Regions from separate parts of the Sus scrofa genome. Here region 1 is linked to region 2. The links are chromatin contacts, called in public HiChIP or PLAC-seq maps. All regions are on one chromosome and are shown on one strand. Each heading gives the region's core, a stretch centred on a gene start, on an enhancer-like site or on the middle of the called end of the contact. The rest is flanking DNA. Distances are from core to core; before and after follow the strand shown. Region 1 overlaps PDE4B (phosphodiesterase 4B). Region 2 overlaps PDE4B (phosphodiesterase 4B).

What was found. HiChIP or PLAC-seq counts read pairs in DNA pulled down with a chosen protein or histone mark.
Region 1: a contact with region 2 is called in an H3K27ac HiChIP or PLAC-seq map of skeletal muscle. The contact joins two enhancer-like sites. A contact is called at or near these places in 3 of 47 Hi-C or Micro-C datasets (embryonic fibroblasts, epiblast stem cells and skeletal muscle) and 1 of 2 datasets of contacts at active chromatin or transcription factors (skeletal muscle).

Annotation. Positions count from the first base shown.
Region 1 is chr6:146,444,907-146,450,123 of Sscrofa11.1, forward strand. The region is part of intron 4 of PDE4B (phosphodiesterase 4B); the gene reads right to left. Among named protein-coding and RNA genes, the nearest start is that of PDE4B, 270 kb to the right of the region's middle. Within about 2 kb of position 3,000, at least 3 of the 83 cell types and tissues checked have an H3K27ac peak or open chromatin away from gene starts, as enhancers often do. A contact at or near this core is called in skeletal muscle, where this site is marked.
Region 2 is chr6:146,359,519-146,365,461 of Sscrofa11.1, forward strand. The region is part of intron 4 of PDE4B (phosphodiesterase 4B); the gene reads right to left. All of the region lies in intron 5 of LOC102162258 (a long non-coding RNA gene), which reads left to right. Among named protein-coding and RNA genes, the nearest start is that of SGIP1, 310 kb to the left of the region's middle. Within about 2 kb of position 3,168, at least 14 of the 83 cell types and tissues checked have an H3K27ac peak or open chromatin away from gene starts, as enhancers often do. A contact at or near this core is called in skeletal muscle, where this site is marked.

The DNA.
Region 1 (5,217 bases), core at 1,750-4,249, 85 kb after region 2:
TGAAATAAGTCAGAAAGAGAAAGATAAATACCATATGATATCACTTATAACTGGAATATAATATACAGCACAAATGAATGTTTCCACAGAAAAGAAAATTATAGACTTGGAAAATAGACTTGTATTTAAAGTACTTTATATACCCTGTCTCTGATCTTCATTGAGCTCTGGCAACCTCAGATCATTCTTTTCATCCAAAAATGAAGAATGAGAGGTATGTTAACTCACAGCTCAGAGAAGGTATGTTAACTTGCTTAGAGTTAGTTAATTAGTGACAGAGCCAAGACTTGCACCCATGTCTAGTTAGCTATAAGTCAGATTGGTTAGTTTTATGCTTTGAGAATAACAAGCTCAGTGACTTAATACAGGATTTTTTTTTTTTTTTTTTACTCACTCAAACTACCTATTTAAGTGGGTCCTGTGGGGGACTCTGCTTGTTACAGTCACTTAGAAACCCTGGTGGATGAGGGTTCGTGTCTCTAAGGTTGCAGAGGCAGGAAAAGGGGAGTGTGGTGATTTGGAAACTACCCCTTAACAACTTCTGCCTAGAAATGACAAGGTCCACTTACTCACATTTCTGGAGCTAAAAGCTGGTCACAGAGCTAAATCTATCTGGTGGGGGCAGGGGGAGGCAAAGGGTTTAAGCCTACTACTCCAGACAGAAGAAAAGAACTGGAACATTCGTGAAAAGCTCTGGTGATTTCTACGCCTCTAAGTTCTCTCCACTTCATCTTATTAAAGACTCAGTAGAATGACACTGAGAAAAAAAGAAAAATGGAGAGGTCTCACCTTCATTTAAGGTGAAAAATACAGAACTACAAGTACAGCATAGAGTCGATCTGATACAGCAGCAGAAGGTATAAAAACACTGAAGACTTATGAGAGTAGAACATCTCAATGAACTTAGGGAATAAAGTTGCATAAATAGGTTTATTACTAGCATTACGAAATCATGATTCAGGCTGGCCAATAGTAAGTCCCCACATTTTCAATCTAAGTCTCCCGTCAAAACTTTTTTCCTGAGCTCCTGGCCTCTTCATCTAACTGAATACTAGACATCTGCACTTGGGTGACTAAAGTACTCAGAACTCATCATTCCAAAAGTGAACTTATTAATTTTCTATCCTTAAAATATAACTCAGGGATATTCTTGCAATTGCAACTGACACAGCTCTAGCCAAGGCCCCAAGTTAGAAACCTCAGATTCATGGTGTTCTCTTCTCTCTTCTCCTCTCCGCTTCAGACAGCTGACTACCAAGTTCACTTGATCTTTGCTCAGCAACACCCCCCCCCCCGGCCTAAATTGTAGTTCCCCTCAGCTATTTTCAGAGCTATTGCCACAGCCTCTTACCTGATCTCCCTACCTTCAGTCTGGTCTGCTCCAAATCATTATGCATCCTTCTGCTAGAGTAATCTTTCTAAGATGTGTCTTAAAATCTGGTTTCCCTACTTAAAAGCTGTTGACTGGCCTTATAACACCCATTGAAAAAAGTTCAAGCCCAATTGTGTGAAACTCACAATTTGGGTCGTGTATTTCTAGCTTCATCTTCTGCCCTTCAACCCACGCTTCATAAGCATAAAGCTACCAGTCATTCAAACAGTCTACCATTCCATGACTCTGTGCCGTTGTCTGTGTAGGTCTCTCCCTGCATGAGCACTTGCCCCTTTACAATTTGGTGAATTTCCATTTGACTTTTTTAAGCTCCAACTCAAATATCACTTTTCTCAATTACACTTCTCTCTTGAAACACTTCTATTATTATCCTTATCACACTATATTGGAATTATTCCTTTACAAGTCTATCTCCTCTGCCAGACTACATGCTCGGGTAGGAATTAATTGTCCTAGAACTTAACATCAGCCCTAAAGTTTTGAAAGAATTGGGATAGAGATGAGCTGGAGAATGAAACGCTAATTGGATGGAACTAATGGTGAGGTTTGCAAACAGTACTTCTGAGTTAAAAATTTTAGAAGCTAAGTAAATTGTGAGACTGTCATTGGCAAAATAAAGAATTAAGATATAAAAAGTAAAAGGTGATTATCAGCAGTATTAGTAAATAAAATGTTACTGACACTTTTACTAATTAGAATTCTTTAATGATTAGTGACGTAAGAACATAAACTTAAGGGTAAGGGATATCAGGAAGCAGAGAATGGTTCTAAAAGAAGGTCACAGTGAACTACTGGCCTTGGTCAGGTGGCTTTCAAACTCTGCTGATCCTTTTCAAGACAACACCTACCAAACCCTTTTATGAAAATCTCAGGTAGCAAAGAGCCCCAAATATTAACATCACACCTGACTGCATGCTCTCTGAAGAATTTTAATTTAGCACAAGGGAAAGTGTTTCCCTTGAGAGCTATTCTGGCATTTTATACCCACTTATTGCAACTGATAATAAGTGCAACATGCTTTTAATAAAACACTCCATAAACGTGGGAGGGGTGTGTTTCATTACCCTGGTGATAATTCTGCTTGTTTCCCTTCAGAGAAGAGAGGCTCTGAACCCCGCTGAGCTGATAAAATAGGCTCGATGAATCCCTATAGCGAGAGTAACATTAGCAGTGGGATTGCACAGATTTCCTATCGCCAAAGCCTGGGTAGCATTTCATTACTGAAGTTGTCTGATTGCTTTGGTTCAAACCTTTCCCCCAAATCCTTTCGTTCTCTATTTAAAATCACTACAACAAACACATGAAACAATAACACAACAAGTAGCAGCGTGGGCTGAGGCCCTCATCACAAACAACAGCTGCACAAACTTGCAGTCAAAACACTTATTTTTGAGGGTAACACAAACAAAGCCTACCATGATTCCCCCTAACCTGTCAAGACCAAGAGCAGTGAGCACTGCATGCCCTGGATCTTTGTGCTTATGCTGGTAAAATGTATCCAGAATCCAGGAGAAATTTCTGAAATCAGAGTGCCCAGCCATTCTGCTTATTATGGAAACCTATCGTTCTGTATTCATTTGCTGCCAAGTTATTATTTCCTTGGCTGCATGTAGAGCCACTCTAGATTTCCCTTCTCCCAAAATAGAACTTCTCAGATGCTCTTAGAGCTGCTTCATATGAAAGTAAATGGCAGGAAGTGCTTCTAGCTCATATAAAACTTCTCCATTCATTAAATTTGTACCTTCTCCCATTATTAAAAGACTTTCTTAATTTCCCTGTCTGTACTTCTCTCATAAAAATCCTTTTTTTAAATTCAATGACTTGTTCCAAAGCACTTCATCATTCTATGTTTCATAAAAATTTAATGGTATCTAATCTTCTAAGTCCCATTAAAATGGCCTATGTCTAATGTCAGGTCCAAATCAGCCTAAGAGTAGACTTATGCCTGAAGCCTGTAGGTTCTCGCCTACTTGGTCCCTAAATCAATGGCTCTCAAATTTTAACCTACATGATAATCACTTGGGAGTTGTAAAATATGCAGCTACCGGAGATCTGTGCCAGAGCTACTGACTCAGTAAGTCCCGGATGGGCCATGATGGTGTATGCTGACAAACACCTCCAGGTGATTCAGTCCCACACACTGAGAACCACCCAATGAGAACAAAGAGAACAAATGAGAACACAGCCCTGGCACAGGTATGTTTGCAGCCCCATCTTCACCAACCCTAAGATTTGGTATATCCTGGTTTGAGTCAGTACACCCAGAAATCTATCAAGCTAATCCCACATTCTCCACCATTTTGGCCCTAACTCTGTGTGCATGGCAGGGCTAACCTAGGATTCTTGATTAGTCCTTGTTAAGAACTGGACCTAGAATCTCAGCAAAATTTTCTGGGGCTATGACACTCCACCTAATTTGCATCAGGGAGAATCCTGCTCCAAATGTCTACCAAATCCAGAGAGAGTCCCCAGCAGGATGAAGGCACCACCCTATATCTGAAAAAAGAGTGGAAAAACTGGTGAGGTCTACCATATCTGATTCCACTGGAGCCATGCCATCCCTCAACTCCTATATGTGAGTCTCCAGATGTCTACAGTATTTATGAGGTGACTGGGGGGTAAAACCACAATGTTTGCCCTGCCCCCACGTGAGATTTTTTTCTTACTATATTTTACTTTGTTGCTAATGATGTCACTGGCTAGACTCAGAGTCATTATAAGAAAGATTCCTATGAAACTCTTTATTGTAACTACTGTAATGATGTTGGCAAGGATGTTGTTCACTAATTTACCCAATTTCCTCTTAATTTCTCCTTGGGGAGAAATTAGTGTCTGCTCTTGATACCAAAAATAGATTTACCGCTCATGAGCAATTGATTTGTCTTTTATCTCATGGGCACTGAATTTTATAAGAGAGAAGGCTTCTGTTTTTGCCTTTGACTGCTAGGAAGCAGAGTCTACCTCTAGTATCAGGCTATATGTTTTAAGTCACATTCCCAGCAACACTGACCCCAGTATGAATTTTCTATTTTCTTTCATTCAAATATTCTCTTGTTCTATTTCTCGTATCTCTTGTAGGATGCCTTAATTTTTTTAATGGAATGAAATAGAACTGACGCCTTCCTGTCTTGCCCATCTGGACCTAAGACAACAAGATAACTCAAATGCTAAGGATGACAAATGCTCCTATCAATAAGCATGTATTATATATCTGCCTGATGCTCAGAAAAACTGCAACTCATCTGAAGGATTATAAAGTAAGACAAAGTGCTTGCCCTTAAGGTACTGACAGTGCAGCTGGGGAAAGAAGCCTGGAACACACAGAACCAGAGAACAAAGTGCAAGCGGAAAATGTTAGGAACAAGGTGGTACTGATGGTTAATATTGCAAGAGTTCAGGGATGAAGGAAATCTGACGGCAAGAAGAATTAGGCATTTTCCAAAAGAAATCGGACTTGAACTAGCACCTAGGTTATAGAGAGAATTTAAGATTTTAGGTTAATAGGAGTTCCCGTCGTGGAGCAGTGGTTAACGAATCCAACTAGGAACCATGAGGTTGCGGGTTCAGTCCCTGCCCTTGCTCAGTGGGTTAAGGATCCAGCGTTGCCGTGAGCTGTGGTGTAGGTTGCAGACGCGGCTCGGATCCTGCGTTGCTGTGGCTCTGGCGTAGGCCAGTGGCTACAGCTCCGATTGGACCCCTAGCCTGGGAACCTCCATATGCCACGGGAGCAGCCCAAAGAAATAGCAAAAAGACCAAAAAAAAAAAAAAAAAGATTTTAGGTTAATAGAACAGAAGGAGGAACATTCTGGGCCAAATGAAGTATG
Region 2 (5,943 bases), core at 1,918-4,417:
AGAAGAAAGGAAAGTAAGAAAGAAAGAAAGAAAGAAAGAAAGAAAGAAAGAAAGAAAGAAAGAAAGAAAGAAAGAAAGAAAGAAAGAGAGAGAGAAAGAGAAAGGAAGGAAGGAAGAAAGAAGGAAATGTATTTTGACTCTGGTTTGAAAGTAAAATGGAAAGCAATTTACCCAATTAAACATACTGAAATGTTTCTATTTTGTTAGAATGAAAATGCACTAAAAAAAAAAAAAATCCCATGCAAACTTTATAATAATGATGTAGCGCTTCATGCGTTGAGCCATATCATGCCCATGTGAAGTGTTACTGCAGTGCCAAAAGAGGGCTGACTTTTAGAAGAAGGGCACTTTTAAGCAAACAGGCTGTGGGACATGTTCTCTTGGTAGAGGACTTTCCAAGTCAGCACTGACTCTTCTTCCATTCAGAACCACTTGTTAGTTCCAGGCCCTTTGTCCTTGGAAAATTATCTCCTCTCCATTTTTCCCTTTATAGAGTAAAAGACCTATGAGATAGGCAGCTTATAAGTCTGTCATACTCTCTTACCTAGAATAGTGCCTGACACATAGTAGGTGCTCAATAAATACTTTCAAACAAATGAATGAATTCCTATAGCCCTACATCCTATTTCCTTAAACTGCACCCTACCCACCCCAAGTCTATGGAAACCCCTAACTGGTACCGTGAGTTCGCTTTTCTATTCTCTCATGTACCTTACACATGGCTGCTTAACCACTTACACTAAGGCACAGATTTAATGGTTTTAGTCCCTATATTAAAGCATTTAAGTGTCTCATTATTACAAACTCCTCTCCCTGGCATTTAAACTCTGCCGATAATGGCCTTAACTGAACTTTCACCAGATCCCAGCCTTCCGTTTCAAAGTAAGATCCTTTGTCTCATTCCTGCCACCTGCTCAGACCACCTTGCCTGTTAGACTCTGTTCCTGCTGGTCCCTCTGCCCACATGGCTGCACCCACCATCTTTATCTTTTGAAATACTACCAGTCCTCCCGGATTTATGTGTTAGCATTTCGTAATGTATATGCTGCATTTACATTAGCATGTGAAGGCTGATTTCATATAAATCCTGAAGGACTTCATTCCAAACGCACTGATCAGACACCATGACTTCGACTTATACACCTATCTTATTCTGCCTTGTAATGTAGGTATATGTGGATCAGTGTCTTAGCCCCAGTATTCTACGTTCCCTAAGGCCAACAACTGTGTCTTACGTAGTTTTACCATAAAGCACCTACCACATGTAGTAAATGGTCAACACCTATCTGTTAAGTTGAAGGAATTCCCAAAGATTGGTCATAATGTGACCTGGGTTCTTGGTCTTCCTTAATCAAGAGAAATTGACAAGAGGCCAGGCAACAAATTCAGGCAAGTCTTTATTGGGGCCCCTGTTGCAGCAAGGGAGAGCAAAAACAAGCAACACATTCCTTTGCTCACTCCCTCCCCAAAGGGGGTGTGGGCTGGTTTTATGGGAGGAGGACAGGGGTGGGTCCATGGTCCTGTCAGAGGGGGGGCTTAGGTGGTCTACCTACTGCTTTGGTGGTCGTGTGTGTAAGGGGCATGTGTAGTGACCTGCTTTTACTCTCCAAACTTCTAGAAGGGGCAGTTGGGTTTTTAGGTTTTTTGCATCTTCCTGACCATAATTTACCCCAACTACACATGTGTGCAGTTATTTTTAGTCCCTTATAATTTCTTTGTATTTTGTTGTCTGAGGAGACGTTTATCTAGGTGCAAACTTTGCAGCCATTGCAGCAAAGGGTCCCAGGTCTCAGCCTGTCTCAATAAGATAAAAAAAAACTACTACCTCCTTGAACATACAGTAAAGAAAGCAGAGGGTGGAGGTAGCGTTCCAAAAATATGGACTGGAATCTGAGCCCTGCCTTTTACAAGATGAGTACCTCAGGCAGGATCTGTAAAGTGATGACAATTACATTATGAACCTCACAGGGTTGTCTGTCAGACTTCAAGTGAAAAAATGAAAGGGATGTTTTATGAACTTCAGATGTTATAAAGATTCAGCTCTTTTCCAATCGTGTGCCATGTAGCTTGTTGGCTCAATAAGAAATGGAAGCTACCCAATCATGGTGAGTCTTTCCCTGCCAGGCCTGCTGGAGCATGAGGCCAGGGTATGCATATGAAGGGTAAAGGAGGCATTCTCCTTCTGCCAGCAGTTCCAGTGGCCAGCAGAGGAAAAAAAAATTAGAAGTTCCTGTCGTGGCTCAGTGGAAATGAATCTGACTGGCATCCATGAGGATGCAGGTTCGATCCCTGGCCTCGCTCAGTGGGTTAAAGATCCGGCATTGCCATGAGCCGTGGTGTAGGTCACAGATGTGGTTCGGATCCTGTGTTGCTGTGGCTGTGGTGTAGGCCGGCAGCTGTAGCTCCTATTCAACCTCTAGCCTGGGAACCTTCATATGTCATGGGTGCAGCCCTAAAAAGGCAAAAAGAAAGAAAGAAAGAAAGAAAAATCAGTATTTGGACACATATTTTAAGAAAAATTTCCCTGCTACAGCACGTAGAAAAGATTTCCTATAAGTTATTTTGAGGCTGAGCGTTTATCATATACTTAATGTATAATGTATTAAGCTGACAAAGCAGCTTTAAAAAAAGAAAAACATTGCCAAATGGTTTTTTTTTTTTTCCCTCCTCTGCTTCCTCCTGTGTATTTTCTCTCTGCTAAATTCATTAAAAAAAAAAAAAATACAACTGTGAGAGTTTGTCATCTTCCTTGGAAAATACTGTAACTCCGCTCATTGGGTGCCCTTCACTTAGAGCTCAGCACAAAAGGCTGCGTGTGAAGAGAGAGGAGGAAATGGGTGCCTGGTTAGACCAGCCCTGCCCCCAGGGAAAGCCAGTTCCCTTGTCACTTTCTCCTTCAGATATTCCTGGTGTGACAGACAAGCTGCATGCAGGTTATGTTATCTGAGTACCCTGGACAAATGTGGCCCATTGAGACATAATCTGCTTTTAGAAGGGCTTATGCAACTCACATTCCTTGTCTGAGGCTTTCCCACATTTCTGGATAGCCACTGACATTTTAATAATTTTTTTAAGTGCAGGGAGGCAGAAAAAGTCTGCCTATGATCCGAGAAAATATAACAGCTACCTCTCTGGAGTGAGGGCTGGCTTATGAATCAGTGTTTTTCTGTTTCTTCATTTCATTTCTGTGCAGGTTTACTAGACACTCTGGACTGGTTTGAAACCTCTCAATGACGTCAATGGGACAGAGAAATTGGAGCAGCGGAGACAGCTGCAATGCACCAAGTCTACTGAGGTTTTATTCTTTTCTCCCAGGGTGACATCTGAGACAGATATTATCAATCAAGCCCTCCTGGCTCAGTACCAAATCAAAGACACTTTATCATTCAAAGCAGTAAAAAGCTGCAATTAGCTGATCTGCTTGGCTCTTTCCCTAGGAATATCTTGTTCATGACAATTAATAATGCAATTAAAGCTAAATTAAACAAGAGAATGCTTACTAAAATATTTAATTTAAATATGGGAGTTCTTCCCTTTAGTGGTTCAATTATTAGATCATTAAAGATGACTCTCTACATAGATTTTGTATAAAAAATTCCAAACAATCAAATGATTACCTCTTTTGAAAACACTCCTAAAAGCCCAATGATAAGCTTTAGCCAGTTTCCAAAATGTCCAACGTCTAGGGGCAAAAAAAAAAAAAAAAAAAAAAAAAAAAGGTACATATAGCAAAGCTTTACCATCGTTTAGAAAAAACAAACAACAACAACAGTAAAAACTGGGACAACTGACAGGGAGGAAACCAGTGCTCTGCGAATTAACGTTTCTTTCAAAAACATTCAAAATAAACCCCAAAAGAAGAAAACAGAGCCAACCGCTTTTTTGTTTGTTAAGCACAACATATTATTTACTGACTTTTCAAGCGTCTCTTCTTAGCAATAATTTTCCTTGCCTGAGTATATAACGGCGTATTGAAATCTGAAAAAAATACAGCACTTAATCTAATTATATAGTTTTAAAGGTCTGCATTCGTTAAACTACATACGTTAAACCACTAAGGACATCCAAGGTTAATCTTAGCAAATCTAACTAATAAATATCCTGAGAACAGATTTTTTTGTTTTCAAAGTTACCTAGAAGGACTAGGCACAGAACCCTCACCAGGAAGAAAAATACAAAACTGGCTGCTCTCTGGCTCTCCTTGCTGTTTGCTGGTGTTTGTTGGCAAACAATGCTGGTGATAAAAATAAGTGCAAAGTGAACGAGAGAGAAAATTGGGGGTGAAAATCAGGGAGAAAATACTAATGTCATTCTCAAGGTGATGTAGCCAAACGGGATGGGATTCAGAGCCATTGAGTCTAGAAAGTCAAACCGGCCCAAACCAAGAAATGCAGAAAACAGTACTCTTTAGTAACTGCCTATTATCCAGGGAGCATCAGCCTTAGTATATTAGGTCATATTACAAATGCTGTATATTACTCTGTCTTAAAACAGATTCCAAAACTAGGAAAGGCCATGATGCAGGAGACTTACTATTTTAATGAGGAATACAAAAGGGAACATGTGTTTGGGTCAACTCTAAAGGTCTGGGTTAGCTAGAATAACAAATGTCTTCCCAATCAGTCATGTTTACCCAAGAATAAAGTACCAAAAGTGTTCTTCATTGTTTAGATTTAAAAAAGAAAAGTTTCTTTTCTCCACCTTCTTTCATCCATTTAGCTGTGAAACAGGCAATAAATCACAGCTAAAGCTACCAAAATATCTTGTATATTCTTTACAAAGCTGAGCTTCCTCACTGGTCCCGTCCTGAAATTTCTCCCACCATGACAGCCATCATTCCTTTATCCATTCCTTGCAAGTCAGCGTAATGGTAATGACATGGGGCCCTCAGGTCTGGTGGATGTGGGTTTGTATCCCAGCTCCATCTAAATAGGTGTCCCTAGATGACTGTGAATCTGCAAAATGATCATGAAATGAAATGACACATGAATAAATATCTTGTAGGCACTCTAAATGTGATAGCTATTATTTTTAGATGTTCATTTAAAATGTGTATTATTGTGCTCAGTGCCAGGTACCTATGTTAGGCAGTCACACACTCACACATGCACACTCACACACAAACCCGCATGCACAGAGATAATTAACACAAAATGCACAGGGTAAAACAAGCTAGCAACTTGAGAATCATTTTTACCTTCCCATCTAATCACCACTGTCTCTACCAATAAAAGCAAAGTGGGACACTGTCATAGCTGTGGGAAATGTCTTAGCCGCCATCAGTCTGCCAAATTTTACCAATGTCATAAACAAGCAAGGAACAGCCCAAGTGGTCATTCAGCCTGGAGGATTCGACCTCTTACCATTCTTGAATTGGTTTCCTCTTTATCTGGCCACAGATGATGGATTTTACGTCAATAGTATCTCTTTTCTGGATTGCCACAACAGGCTCTTAACCAGTTCTCTTGTTTTGAGCCTTACCTATGAATCACTGTCCTTTTAAAGGATGATCTGGCCCGATTCCTGCTTAAAAACTTTCATGACGTCTCAAAACTTATGTGGAAACAGTCTCTGGGTCACAGCAGACCCCATATAAGCTGCGGCTTGACTGACTTTCTAGCTTTATCCCCTTGATGCAACCTTTAATACCTACTCACGTCACTCAGTTCTCCCAACCAGCTACGCTATTTCACATTCTCATGCATTTTCTACCCTTTGTCTTCATCTTTACCTTTGGATTCCTATTATTACATGTTTTAATTACCACAGATACTTCATCAGTGGAGGGGGAAGTGGAAAACTGTTACATGGTACCTTTAGAATATGTCACCTATAGTGAATTTTTCCAAATAATATATAAGAGGATAAGAGATGTATAGATAATCTCTTCTTTTACTGTCTTAAAAAGTTAATTATAGCCAACATAGTGAGACTTGATGATAT